Linked DNA regions of Mus musculus: regions 2 and 3 are each linked to region 1. Evidence: chromatin contacts called from public Hi-C and targeted proximity ligation data. All regions are on one chromosome and are shown on one strand. The core of a region is the stretch at or near the end of the contact, and the rest is flanking DNA. Distances in the headings are between cores, read along the strand shown. Region 1 overlaps Gnaq (guanine nucleotide binding protein, alpha q polypeptide). Region 2 has its middle 14 kb from the start of Gm32026. Region 3 overlaps Gm32026 (a long non-coding RNA gene).

What was found. Hi-C and Micro-C count contacts between places; a contact is called where the count stands out from the background.
Region 2: a contact with region 1 is called in a targeted proximity ligation map of bone marrow-derived macrophages, with 2.8 times the contacts expected there. A contact is called at or near these places in 8 of 484 Hi-C or Micro-C datasets (B cells, LSK cells, Sertoli cells and 4 more), 2 of 130 datasets of targeted methods (astrocytes and bone marrow-derived macrophages) and 1 of 9 other capture datasets (macrophages).
Region 3: a Hi-C map of bone marrow-derived macrophages shows a contact between it and region 1, with 29 read pairs. A contact is called at or near these places in 56 of 484 Hi-C or Micro-C datasets (the AML12 cell line, B cells, the C10 cell line and 39 more) and 13 of 130 datasets of targeted methods (the HPC-7 cell line, the NIH/3T3 cell line, astrocytes and 9 more).

What each region holds. Positions count from the first base shown.
Region 1 is chr19:16,250,142-16,254,676 of GRCm38.p6, reverse strand. All of the region lies in intron 2 of Gnaq (guanine nucleotide binding protein, alpha q polypeptide), which reads right to left. Among named protein-coding and RNA genes, the nearest start is that of Mir496b, 63 kb to the left of the region's middle.
Region 2 is chr19:16,047,965-16,052,499 of GRCm38.p6, reverse strand. No RefSeq gene overlaps it. Among named protein-coding and RNA genes, the nearest start is that of Gm32026, 14 kb to the left of the region's middle.
Region 3 is chr19:16,065,322-16,069,856 of GRCm38.p6, reverse strand. The region is part of intron 1 of Gm32026 (a long non-coding RNA gene); the gene reads right to left. Among named protein-coding and RNA genes, the nearest start is that of Gm32026, 3.5 kb to the right of the region's middle.

The DNA.
Region 1 (4,535 bases), core at 572-3,071:
TGATAAGTAATATAAATTATTTTTTGAAGTACCTAGAAAAACAAAGTACCCAGAATATAAGGATGGAGATATCTTTCCTATCAGAATTCTGTTAGAGAAAATCCAATTACTATCCCCATCCCCATTCACTAATATAAATCACATAGTCTTTACCTATTATCACCACCATTACCCTCCCAGCTAGTCAAGTCCAGGAACATCATGGTATCATCAGGGGTCTCAGGCTAAATTTCAGCCACACTCCAAAGATACAGGCACCTCCTGGGCACCCTCACTGCCTGGTACAGAGAAACAAAGGACTGGGCAGAGTGTCTTACTAGGTAGGCAGCAGAAGAATAACTGCCTCTCAGATTCATACGCACATACTTTTTTCAAGAGGTGGATCTCGGGGTATTGTGTCCTGGCTAACCTCAAACTTCCTGAACTCTAAGTAATTCTCCTGCTTGAGCCTTCTGAGTAGCTAGAACTACTATCACACTATTCCTGGTTGTGATTTGGGGTTTAATATTTCTGTTTCTACACTGAGTCAGTGGATAACTTATGGACCAAGAAAAGAAGAGCTTACTAAAACACTAACTTTGCTTCCTCCATTGACTCTTACCCCAACCTGCCCAGTTTTATTTCCATCTGCCCCTGTCCCAAATAATTACATCAAAACAGCTATAGGAGTGATTAGCAAAATAAAGAAAGATGCCATGGTTCCAAACAATAAGGTTCAAAGAGCATAGGTTCAAAGTAGAATCTGAACATTATATCACCTGAGTGATGATCTTCTAAAATTACGAAGTTCTCTGAAGCTGGCAGTTCTAAGATTCTCCTCAACATGTTGGTGTTGACAGGAAAACTGCATAGGTCTCCCACCTAACAACAGGCTCTCAGCAGGCACGGAGTGTCTACAGCGCTACATGTGAATGGGTGGCTGTTCTAGGTGGGCTGCCAGTGGAGCCAGGGAACCAAAGAGCATCATCAGATGCCATCCCTATAGCTGCAGAAGCACGCTCTAGGCTGTAATTGGAGAATAAAAACATTCCCTCTGCTAACTTGTAGGTGACTCCTCTAGCACTTGTTTCTGGCAAGTCCTGTGGGGTGTGAAACCTTTTCACATCCAATCCGCCTTAGAGCTAGCTGCCTGTGGACTGCTCTGTGGTGTGCCAGCTACTCACTCAACTGAGACCTACCCTCCAAAAAACAAGAACCAAAGATGGAGAATAAACTGCAGCAGTGTTATGAGGCAGTGGGCATGTCTGGCTTTAGTGTAGAGGGGTCTTCATAGTCATCGTTCTTTAAGAACTAAATTTGAGCACAAACAACAGGGCAAAAGCAATCTTCCTGAATGAGAACCTCTGCTAGGAATTTCTGACCTATTTCTTAACTTCCAGTGCCTCTGAGGTCATGACATGGCACATTCCTAGCAAACAAGGTATTCTGACAGAAATCACGGCTACTTAGGGTGAGAGGCAGAGAAATCAGAATTCAACAACAGTGCATTCTCCTTGGGAAACGATGTGATTATGTAGAGTACCCTGCACTAATGGCTGCAGCTCTAAGCTAGAATTGCAGCCTCAGGTTAGGGAGAAGGTGTGGGGAACTCCTCTTTGTTCTTTGCATTTAGGAAGAAAGAACTCATATTCTTAGACTTACTCAAAACAATGGCAACACCAATCATTATTTTCTCTCATTCTTGTTCCCTACTTGAAGCAAAGCCACCTCACCCCTGACCCCCAAGCCTCCTAACCACTCGTCATTTCTCTTCCTCTGAAATACAGCAGAATAGAGAAGTTGGGCAAAATGGCCAGACATGCCCACTGCCTCGTAACACGGCTGCAGCTTATGTTCCATCTTTGGTTCCTGTTTCTTTAAGGTCTCAGTTGATATCTGCTCCCTATGCTGCTTACAGAAAAAGAATCACATCGGCTCTTTCCAGGAAGAAAGTTTTCTAAATTCAAGGAATTCAATGAGCTTTTCTGTCTTCCACTTGAATCCTCTGAAGGATCTGTACTCTGACATTACACTAAAGCAAAGCATATCCAGGAGAGGCAGGTGGACACTCAGGGTGTTCATTTATAAAAAACAAGCTGCTACAGGCACTAGTGATGATAGCAAAGATTTCAAAGCCTCAAGTTTTAAGATTTAGCTTTTAGTTACCAAGATCTTTACCTGCACCTAGCCACAAGACAAGAAGAGTCCCTATTCCCTAGGACAGGCGCTCTCCAACTGAGCCTATATCAGTCAGATCACTTCCTGAAGGGCATGTGGACTCCAGAGCACATTCATTTCCCAGTGATCTATTCAATAGTCTGGTGGATATACAAAATTTATAACAAGCTCCTACGGGATGCTCAGCTGGCTAGCCCTAAAAGGATAATAGAAAACCACTGCTTCAGTGCAGTTTCAAGCACTGGACCCATCCAACTTACCCACATGCTATCAAAGCAGAACCGGCAGGAGACGTGCGAAGGAGCCTGCTCCTTATCTGATCCAGAAACACAGCAGAAAATGATTTTCAGGCTCTAAGAAGGAAAAGCTTCTGTCCATCCTTGACACCTTGCAAGTAACGTCTGGTCTAGACGTACAGCTGCAAGCCAGAACCACTAACAACAGCTGCAGGAGAGGTACTGCCCCACTCACAACAGCTGCAGGAAAGGTACTCTACTGCTCACAACAGCTGCAGGAGAGGTACTGCCCCACTCACAACAGCTGCAGGAAAGGTACTCTACTGCTCACTCTCGTGCCCCACTCCTTTATTTTCGTCAGCTAAGCTTTCAAATTCTGGGAGCTCTCAGCCGCAGAGAATGAAAGCTTTAAAACAGGAAGATTTTGATTAGACTCTCTTGCCACCATTTATCAGTACAGCTTCTTGAACAAGCTTATTGGTATGTGAGGCTTATCTTCTTTATTTATAAAATGGATATAGTACTATTTCATAATAGGGCTTTTTATGCATAAAATAGCTGTCTTACTACTTAGCATCTGAAAAGCCCTAAATAAAGCTGCTGGCCATCTGACTTTTCCTGTCCTTGGAGGGAATGGGAAGCTCTCTCCTCCAACAATATGCTTAGGTATAGGATCACAAGTGGGTCATTAGAAAGCTGTATCGTAAACTGGAAGCTTTGATAGCTGTGTCTTGGTGTACCTAACGTGTTGTTTTCATAAATAAAATGCCTGTCGTCCACCTGGTCCTCCTACTGAGAGTATTTTGTTTTATTGTGCTGTCTGGGTGCATATCCTTCAGGGTGAGTACAGACAGCCAATGAGTCTGATGGTGGAAATAAATTAATTCAATAAACTCTGACATTCATATCCTCTAAAGTCTATTTTTGGTAGAGTTTGGTAGTTTATCAAAGTGATCTAAATAATATTTTCAAGATTTAAAATGAATGGCAACAGCAGTTTCTTATTTGTAAAATAAAGCTGGAGAAGATTCAAAAGATACTTTTTACATAACTTTACTAAAAGTTGGAATTTTTTGGCAGTGACTATGCTTTTCAGAAAAAGGCAAAACGCATTTAACTAGCTGATCTACATTCTAGCCATTCCCTTCAGAAAGTGGAAGCATGAATCACTGCAGCTCAGAAAAATGTCCCAGAGGCTCTTACATTCTTTTCAAAAATGGATTCCACTGGCTGAAAACAAAGAGTCTGTGAACAAAAAAGAAAACAAACCAACCCCAAACTGACTAGTGAAACATTCACATTCCTGCCATCGGATAATTACAGCCCGAATTCTGTCTGTATTCTGTCTGTAGCTTAACAATCAACACATACACACACATGTGCTACACAAAACACATACACACACATATGCTACACAAAAGCTTAAAGCCCGGCTCCCCCGATAGACAAAGCTTGGGGAAGCAGGTAATTTTCAGGACATAAAGAGAGGCAGGCGCTAGGAAAGCTGAGTGGAGCTTCACACATTTGGGGAGAACTCCCCAAACCTCTGCTTACCTGACTAGTATAGGACTCAGCAGACCAGCAATGTGACAGAAAGCTGAGAAGACCACAGACAAACTGACCTTGTCACTCACTCTACAACGTCCCAAGTTTTTAGGGCTCAGCTCCAGACTACTGGGATTCATACAAGCCATCACTGTTTAACTGCCTAATTTATTCACAAAGGCAATAGAAAAGTTCTTCATCTCTATATTGCCCATAGACATTAATAAGGAACACCAACTAAGGGAGGGGGGAAACATTTTGATGAAGTATATGGCTAGTCTGCTTCTAGAAGCCAAACCTAGGGTTCAGAGAATAATAATCATAAAATCCTACCAGATGAAGAAAAACATTCTTATTCTTATTTTGTATATTCTTAATAACATTAATATAAAAAAATGATTACAATATAGTCACAAGTCATTATGAATATATCTTTATAATCCTATTACATAAATATAGATATTTTATTATATTTTAGCACAATTTCTATAAATATATAATATATAATATCATAATATACTTCTATAAGCATATATAAATATACCTTACATGTACTTATATACATATTCTGTGTATAGATAGATAGGCTATAGATAT
Region 2 (4,535 bases), core at 775-3,274, 200 kb after region 1:
TTTACACACACACACACACACAACACACACTTCCATTTCTAAAGAAAGTAAAGGAAACCACTTTTTAAAAGCAGTTTAATGAGGTACATTGTTCAGTTTAGAGATGAGAAGTGTTGATATTGTTAAACTCAAGTAGTACAAACATGCTTCCATAAGAAAATGTAGCTCGCTTGCTATTGTTTCTAATACTCTTGCTTGATTTAGCTCTTGAGAAGGGGTCAGGCGTGGTGGTGCATGCTTTTAATCCCAGAAGAGACAGGCAGATACCTTAAGTTCATGGCCAGCTGATCTACAGAACCAGTTCCTGGAAAGTCAGGGCTATGAAGAAAAACCTTGTCTTGAAAAAAAGTGTGTGTGTGTGTGTGTGTGTGTGTGTGTGTGTGTGTGTGTGTGTGTGTGAGAGAGAGAGAGAGAGAGAGAGAGAGAGAGAGAGAGAGAGAGAGAGAGAGAGAGAGTCTATTGGCATTTTAAAAAATTTCTTATTTAAAACAGGATTTCAAATAGCCCAGGCTAGCCACGAACTCACTATATAGCCCAGGACGACTTTGAATCTCTAATCCTCCTGCTTCCAGAATTACAGACTCACCATAGCCACCTTATGTATGGGTTACAGGGACTGAATTCAGGCCTTTGACCACCTAGTACCATGTGGTGGACTTGGCTGGACTCCGAATGTAGCTTACATATAGACTCAGTGTGTAAATGCCAGTGTTTAAGTCATACAGAAACAAGGCTCGGTGGTTACCATAATTTTACTAGTTCTTTGAGAACTGTATAGATGCATACAATGAAGTTTGATCATTTTAATGTCCTACTCTTTCCCTTAACTCCTCCCAGATCCACCCCTCCCCAAATTCCTTATCCCAACTTTGGATCTTCACTTTTAAAAAAGTCATTACTCCCTGAGTTCAACTTCTGCTGCCCATATAGCAAGGCTCTAGGCCATTCACTGGTGTGCGGGGATCACCTTGCCTTAAGAAGCAAAACTCCAGAGATTCCTGCCTAAAATAAAAATTAAAATTAAAAAATTAAAAAAAATAAAAATCACCTTATAAGACATATCATTCATTCGCTGAGAGTCATATGATGTTCCATTCAGCTATTGCAAAAATCAAATTTCCCTTTGAAAAGTAGAATCCTAAACTAGCAAAGACTTCTCCGATTCCAAGTGCTGTCCCAAGTGTGACCAAAACAAAACGAACAAAACAACAACAACAAAAACAAAAACAGAATTTGACGGAGCACGTTTTTATCTGAGCCATTTAATTCTAGTGGCAATTCTCTGAGGTCCCAGTTATTAATCCCATTTTTTTAGAAGATGAAAATGAGGCTCACTCCCAGTGTAGGGGAGAGGGAATGTTAAACCGGGGCTGGTTAGCAAGTTGTTCTTCATGTGCAAGAGATCCACAGACAGGAACAAAAGAGCATGTCTCCAGGAGAGAGCTCCTTTGGGGCACTTTAGTCAGTTCTTAGATTCTCTTTCTCTCTTTCGTTCCCACATCCCATATATCTGATGTTCCAGGAGGGTTTGAGCTCTGGAGTTTCTCAACTCTAGATGCTGCAGCAGTGCTGGGGGGGAGGGGCGCGAGAGAGGGGGAGGGGGTCCTTGCCATCGCCATGGGGATGCGATGCTTTCCAGGGCTATGTGGCCAGCATTGTCTCCTGAACAAGGCGCCCTTGTTAGGTAGAAATAGAGGGTGCTTCTCACTGGGAATTTAGTCCCAAATAAGAATCCAACAATTTCAACAATGCTTCCTTGTATACTGGGTAATTTTTCTCCCCAAGACTACAAGTCTTGTCCAGATTCCTAGTAAACTCCTACTAAGTATCTTTCCTACAGCGTTTTAATAGAGCCTTTGGTATGTTTGCCTGTACATTCTGAAGTCTTGGAAGATGCCTTTTATAATACGTTAAGATTAAAGTTCCGTTTTGTCCTGGGAGACTTTGGGATTTCCACAGCATCGGGGACAGAGGAGACGCCCAGCGTGGGAACTCGCTTTTGTGGAGACAGCCTGTCAGGCAGCACCTTAGGTCATTTTAGTTGATAGTAGGGTCCCCCGCACAGTTATTTTCCACGTTTCACAAGCAAGAACTGTAATTGGGTAACTGGAGCAAGATCACACCGCTGATGAGTAGAAGTGCGCATGACTCCCAGGCTTAGCCCAAACCTGCTCCCCACTTCTGCATCCCTTGCTCAATCGGGAGGTCAGCCATCAATGCCTGCCTGGTTGGAAAAGCACACTGGGAGTCCTTACTCCCCTTTCCCACTATTTTGCTACCCATCTTCCTCCTCTCCCTACCCCCCTTTTCAAGTCGTCATTCAAGTCTTACTTTCGATTTTCTCTGTAGAAAAATAAATCAACAGATTTCCATTCCCAATGGCAACACTGATTCTTTTTTTTTTTTTTTAAAGTCCCCCGGGGTTGGAATAAACCAACAAGAACAGTGTGAGGTCTGAAATCTCATTCTTCTAGAGAAGAATGAGATTTCTTTTCAAAGACCTTGAGCAGAGAGAAAGCTGTACTTGTCTCTAAAACGAAAGACAGAATTCTGAAGACGTCAACTTTCTAAATTAACCTCCAAGTAAGCAACTCTAACAATGTAACAGATCACAGTACTTGAAAAACTGGTTTCAGAGTCCATACTAGAACAAGCAAAACACACACACAATGAAGAAAAGGACCTGACTTCAGACTAAGTAGACTAAGTTAATCTTAAATAACCCATATTGTATAGATACGGAAAGGCAAAAAAAAAAAAAAAAAAAAAAAAAAAAAAAAAAAAAAAAAATCAAAGGATAATTCAGACTAGAGCTTAAATGACAGGATGGTTAGAAAAGCAACATCTTAATGAAACCAAAAACAGTCCAAAATGATTTGGAAAGGGCTGTAGTTCCAGAAAATGTGAGATTTATAGGTTATATGTATCATAACAACATCCAGTTGGGTTAAATTCTAAGCACCAAATTTAAAAACAACTCAGAAAGAAACTGGAGCAAAAGATTGCCCCTTGATTTTTTTTACTGTAATTGGAGGGCTAATGACAGGTGGCCCAAGAAAGTCACTTATTCCAGGAGCCATTGACAAAAGGCCAACAGTGCCTGCTTCAAAAACTTAAAAGACCTTGCTACCAATATGCAGAGAAGCTGGGAAATCTTTGGGTCATTTATGCCCCACCACCCATCCCAGGGACTGTGGAACTCCAGTCTCTCTGGTTTCCTTTCTGGCAAGGGAAGTTCTGTCTCATCCATGTCCCCACCATAATGTTACCTACCGGTAGGCCCCTTATCAGAGGCCAGACCAATGAGGTTTGTATACTAGACTCTGACTCTCCAAAGCTATGAGCTGATTTCAGTCTGATGAGACAGTTGAGGTTCTGGCCTCCAAGCCTGATGACTTCAACTCCTGAAGCTTGTTCCCTCACACCTGGCATGTGTGTGCACACAGATGCACATGTGAACAAATCAATGGATGTAAAATAAACAAATAAGACTCTTTTCTTTATAAGTAGCACACTGTGGCCATTGCATTATAGCAAAAGGAAAGTGATAAACAGATCAAGTGACACCAAAGTAAAAGGTGGAAATGAAAATCATAATATATACAAAACCAAATATGCTATGCAAATATACGGACAGCTCCTAAATCATCATAGGAGAGGAGCCAGGAGATGCACATCTTTAATCCCTGCACCTGGGAGACAGGAGGATTTCTGAGTTTGAGGCCAGCCTGGTCTACAGAGTGAGTTCCAGAACAACCAAAGTTACTCAGAGGAACTCTATCTCAAAAACCCAAACCAACCCAAACCAAACCAAAACCACAAGGGAGACTTTATAAAAAAATGTACATATACATTTGCATATGGTGGTGGCTCATTCCTGTCATCCCCTGTCATCTCAGTTCTCAGGAGGCTGAGGCAGGAGGATTGTCATGAATGAAATCAGCCAGAACTGTATTAGTTCCAGGACAGCCTGGCTGTGGTTTGATATCCTGTCTCATAATATAAAATTGTCTTAGGGTAGATGAGAAGTTGCTTCAATGGAAACATAAAGCAAATAGAAAATAAAGAAGACACAGTTTATAACTGATTTGGTTTTTTTAAAAGCTTCAGTGAAATATGTGTGCATAATCCAGTAGTTGAACATTTGCCTAATATGAACTATGCTCTGGATTCAACTTCCCTCGCTGAACAAAGTTCCGTATCCTAACACCAGTACTATCAGATGAAAAGAAGCAATTCATACACAGTGTATCTGAGTGTGAATTAGTACAATTTTCATGGTAATGTCTATTAAGAGTGTTTTTGTGATACTGGGGTGAACACTAATATCAAGGGCCCCATGCACACTAGGCAAACACTTTTGCACTGAGCTACACCCCCAGCTGTCACCATGAGAGTTCCTCATGCCATTTCTGGACACCTGACACCATATTCACAGAGCTGGTGAGCATGGGACTTCATTGAAGCTTCACTTCTTTTTTTCTTTTCTTTTTTCAAACACTTGTGCTGTGAAGGTAGAGAGAAACTTGGAGGTG
Region 3 (4,535 bases), core at 1,092-3,591, 190 kb after region 1:
AAGTTGCCTTGGAGACCCCAAGATGTAAGAGATGCTAGAGCGATGAAATACCTGCCTGAGGAAGCTGCTAACAGAGAGTGGAACCAGCCCAAGAGAAAAACAAAATGTGTTGCAGTCAACAAAGCTGAAAGCAGTTGGACATAAGACATGGAGATGCAGAGTTTGGAGTTTACCCATCTGGTTTTTGGTCTTGCTTTGATCCAATATTTCCTTACTATGACATTTTGAAACGGTAATATATATCCTGTGATGTTGGAAGTATGTGATCTGCTTTTTTATTTTGATTTTATAGGGTATTACAGTAAAGAGATTGCATGAATCTCAGAAGAGACTTTGAACTTTTAATCATTGTTAAGACTGTGATAAATAATGGGGACTTTTGAAGTTGGACTAAATGCATTTTGCATTATGTTATGGCTACAAGCATATGGGGGGGGGCAGGGGCAGAATGTGATGGTTTAAATAGGTTTCAGCCCTCATAGATTCATGTGTTTCAATGCTTGACCATAGGGAATGGCACTATTAGGAGGTGTGGCCTTATTGGAGCAGGTGTGGCTGTGTTAGAGGAAGTTTTTCACCTTGTAGGTGGGCTTTGAAGACCCCTATGCTTATTCTCTGTCCAGTGTGTGGAATCCTGTCTCCTGGCTGCCTTCAGATCAAGATGTAGAACTCTTGGCTCCTCCAGCACCATGTCTGCCTGCAGGCTGCCATGCTCTCTGCCATGATGACAATGGACTGAATCTCTGAAACTGTAAGCCAGCCCCAATTACATTTTTTTTTATAAGAGTTGCTTTGGTCATGATATCTCTGCATAGCAATAAAAGCCTAAGACAGAAGTATAGACAAAGTTCTATACATAAAATATGACAGATTACTTCATCAAAATAAACAACTTAGTGGAGAGGAGACATATAGGAAGGGTCAATTTAGAAATAACCAATGTCTGACCCCATGAGCAATCAAGTAGTCCAAGGTTTTGAAGAGATATGATTACTTCATTCCTATTACATTGATAGTAATTTCAGAGTTTTGTGTTCTGGTGAAGAAGTAGCGTGTAAAACACTCTGTATTATTAGATTCTCAGTTGATTCAGTCCTTTTAGTAAGGTGGCCCATCCTAGTACCTAGGAATTGAACTTCTGTTTTTATCCTAGACTTATCTTACAAGACACAGGGACTATGTACAATGGCAGTTATTGTAATAATTCTTGTATTCATGAAATGGGTTCTATCATAATGTCCACCAATAAACAATAAATGAATAAAGATGGTGAATTCATATAATACAAAGAGAATATGGGTTTTAAAAGATGAAAACTAGATCTACAATATACCAAGATGGTTGGTTAGCTATCATATTCAGTACATGTGAAAATCAACACTCTGTGTGTGTGTGTGTGTGTGTGTGTGTGTGTGAACACAGTTATTTTCAAATGCATGGAAACTAGATTGTGAGAATGTGAATAGTTCCAGTCTTGGTACTGAAACTGATAATGTAGCAAAACCTAAACAGAGGCCAGGGATAGTGGTGAGTTCCTGCTATCAGGAAGCAGAGGCAGTGACTCATTATCACAAGTTCAAGACCAGTCTCCAAACAACAAATATCAGGCCAGACTGGGCTACATTAGAAACCTTTACCCCAAACCAACCAAACCTGCTAGGAGTCACCAGAAGAAACACCCTATTATAAATAAGTCAATCTTGAGTCAGTTATCATCCCATATGCAAAGATAACCCAAATGAATCATAAATAAACATTTAAATGTTGATTCTAGCTTGTGGTCACAAACTAGGCAAATTTACATACAAAACAAAAGAAGTCACTTAAAGATCAAAAATTGATATGTTGGACAGCATCAACATTCTCCCTGTGAACACACTATTACAAGCAAGAAGAGCCAAGCTATGAACTGGGATAATGCATTGGTAAATTATTAATTCTACAATGAATTTGCAACCAGATGTATGAACAACTATCACCAGTGAGTCAGAAAATTACACCCTAATTTATTTATTTTTCTCTGTTCTGAACAACCTAATCTTTTAAACTGAGCAAAGAGATACACAGATAGCCAATAAACAAATGAAAGATGTTCAAGGTCCTTAATTACCAGGAACGCATTAGAATGTAAAGAGAGCACACTGTATCTGTCAGAGTAGCTTAAAAGTAACAAAGAACTCGATGGCACTCAAGGCTGTGGAAGATGAGGAGCCACAAGAGCTCTCAGATGCTGCCAGACAAGATTCACAAGGGCACAGCAGCTTTAGACAAACCTTCAGCAGAGAATGTTGATCTTCAAGCGAGTCCAGGCAGCCAACGGGGAACTGGTGGGGGCTAGGGCACCCGACCTGTTCCTCTTCCTGTGTAACTATTTTGGTTTTGAATTCACTAAACATTATGCTGGCCGCTCAGTCCAACAGCAAATGTCATTGTTTTGCATTTTCAACCTGCTTTTCCTTCCTTAATGTTGACTAAGAAATAGGGAGTTGGAGATATCTGGGTACTGATGTCAGATACAACCAAGTATCTACAGCGCCTTGGATCCATGACCTGTTCTAGGAATGGCGTCTACTAGGAATGCAAATGTTATTGCTTATTGAGGTTCCTGTGTGAGCCTATGGAAACAGGAGGAAGAAGAAGGGAAGGGGAAGAAAATAAGAAAGAAGGCAGAAAGCTAAGCCCCATCTACATGCCCGTGATTCATCAGGCTTCTGAGGGCTGCACTAAGGGGGGTGGACTACGCTCTCCACAGGGCAGCTCTTCAAGCAGGTTAACCCCACTCAGAAGACCCTTCCAGAAAAAAAAAAATCCTCTACCAACACACTTGTCTTATTGGATCTGCATCTTCTACCGCATGTTATTTTGGCTCTGGGAAACAACCTTCCCTCACTCTGGATTAAGAAATAGATCAGAAACAGTCAACTGGAGAAGCCCTGACAGGTAATGCCAAGGACAGAAGAGCTCTGCTATGGGAAAAGAAAAACAAAAACACTGAAACATTAGACCCTCTTATTATGACCTTACTTTCCAAATAAATATTTCACTTTCTTTGCCTTTAAGGAAACCACAAATATAAGATTATGATAAAAGGGCAAGTAAAACTTGGTTTTGATTTGATAACAATAAAGACAGACGGGAGCCTTGACAAATTACAGTCAAGGCCATCTAAAGAAGTTGTTTTGTGATATAGGATGAGGGGGTCATATGTTTCATCCCTTATCATTCCACAAACCAAAGGAAACCAAGTTCTGAGTGTGAAATCTGAGTTTTAAATGTTGAACAAAACTCAAATATTGCTAAGACACTGGGCAGGCCAACTCTGTTCAAGCTAAATACAACAGGTTTGGAGGCCCGATGGGGACTGGCAGCCACCACTCTGTTCTCTGATGTAGACAGATGAAAAATAGCTCAAGCTACCTGTTTCACCTGTGTGTCCTAGTGAGACCTCCCAGTTCCTAGTAAGCTCAAGGACTGACTTACCTCCCTTGTGGGAAAGAAAAGTACAAATTATTCTGAAGTCCCAAGAAGATAATAGGAATAGAGTATTTGTTATAGGCTAGTTGTCCTTCTAATTTTTTCTCTCTCTCATACTAGCATAATTCGGCAGCATATGCATTAGAATTCCTCCAGGTGGGAAAAAACCCCAAGCCCCACCCCCCAGTTCCCCTATGATTTATGTAGTCAGAATCTATGCTGGTTGAGAGTCTAGGAGTTAGACTGACTCTATAATAGGCAGGAAAATAGGTAGGCAGATGGGCCATGGATAGATATTAAAGATGGTGAACTTCCAAGATGGCTGGCTTCTTTCTTTCCCTCATGACCCGAGACAAAAGTCTAGAAGCTGAAAACAAAGACTTGTGGGCTTTTTTCTTCTGCCAATAGGGCCTCCACTGATGTGGTGTTTCAGCAACTTCAAGGCCAAATTAGGACATGTCTTTCTCCAAACTCCCCAACCCTGAAATAGGGGAGGAAGACCCTTCAGAAACTTAAAACAAACAGTGACTTAGAATTCCGATTGCTGTGATTAAAATAGCAAGGTGGGGAAGAAAGGGTTTATTTGACTTAAACTTCCACATTGTAGCCCATCATTAAAGGAAATCAGGACAGGAACTCAAACAGGGTGGGAATCTGGAAGCAGAAGCTGATGCAGAGGTCATGGAGGGGTGCCACCTACTGGCTTGCTCCCCATGGTTTGCTCAGCCTGCTTTCTTATAGAACCCAGGACCACCAACCCAGGGATAGCACCCCCCCCAACACACACACACACACACACACACACACACACACACACACACACACACAAACGCACACAATGGGCTGGGCCCTCCCACATAGATCACTGATTAATAAAATGCCTTCCAGCTGGATCTGATGGCGGCTTTTTCTCAATTACGATTCCCTCCTCTCGGATAATGCTAGCTTGTGTCAAGCTGACATGAAGTCGGCCAGCACAAATAGTGTTCTAGATTCCTCCACTGCTACTTGTCACTCTGGAGACTTTTTTTTTCCTTTTTTATTCTTTAACTGATGGAGAG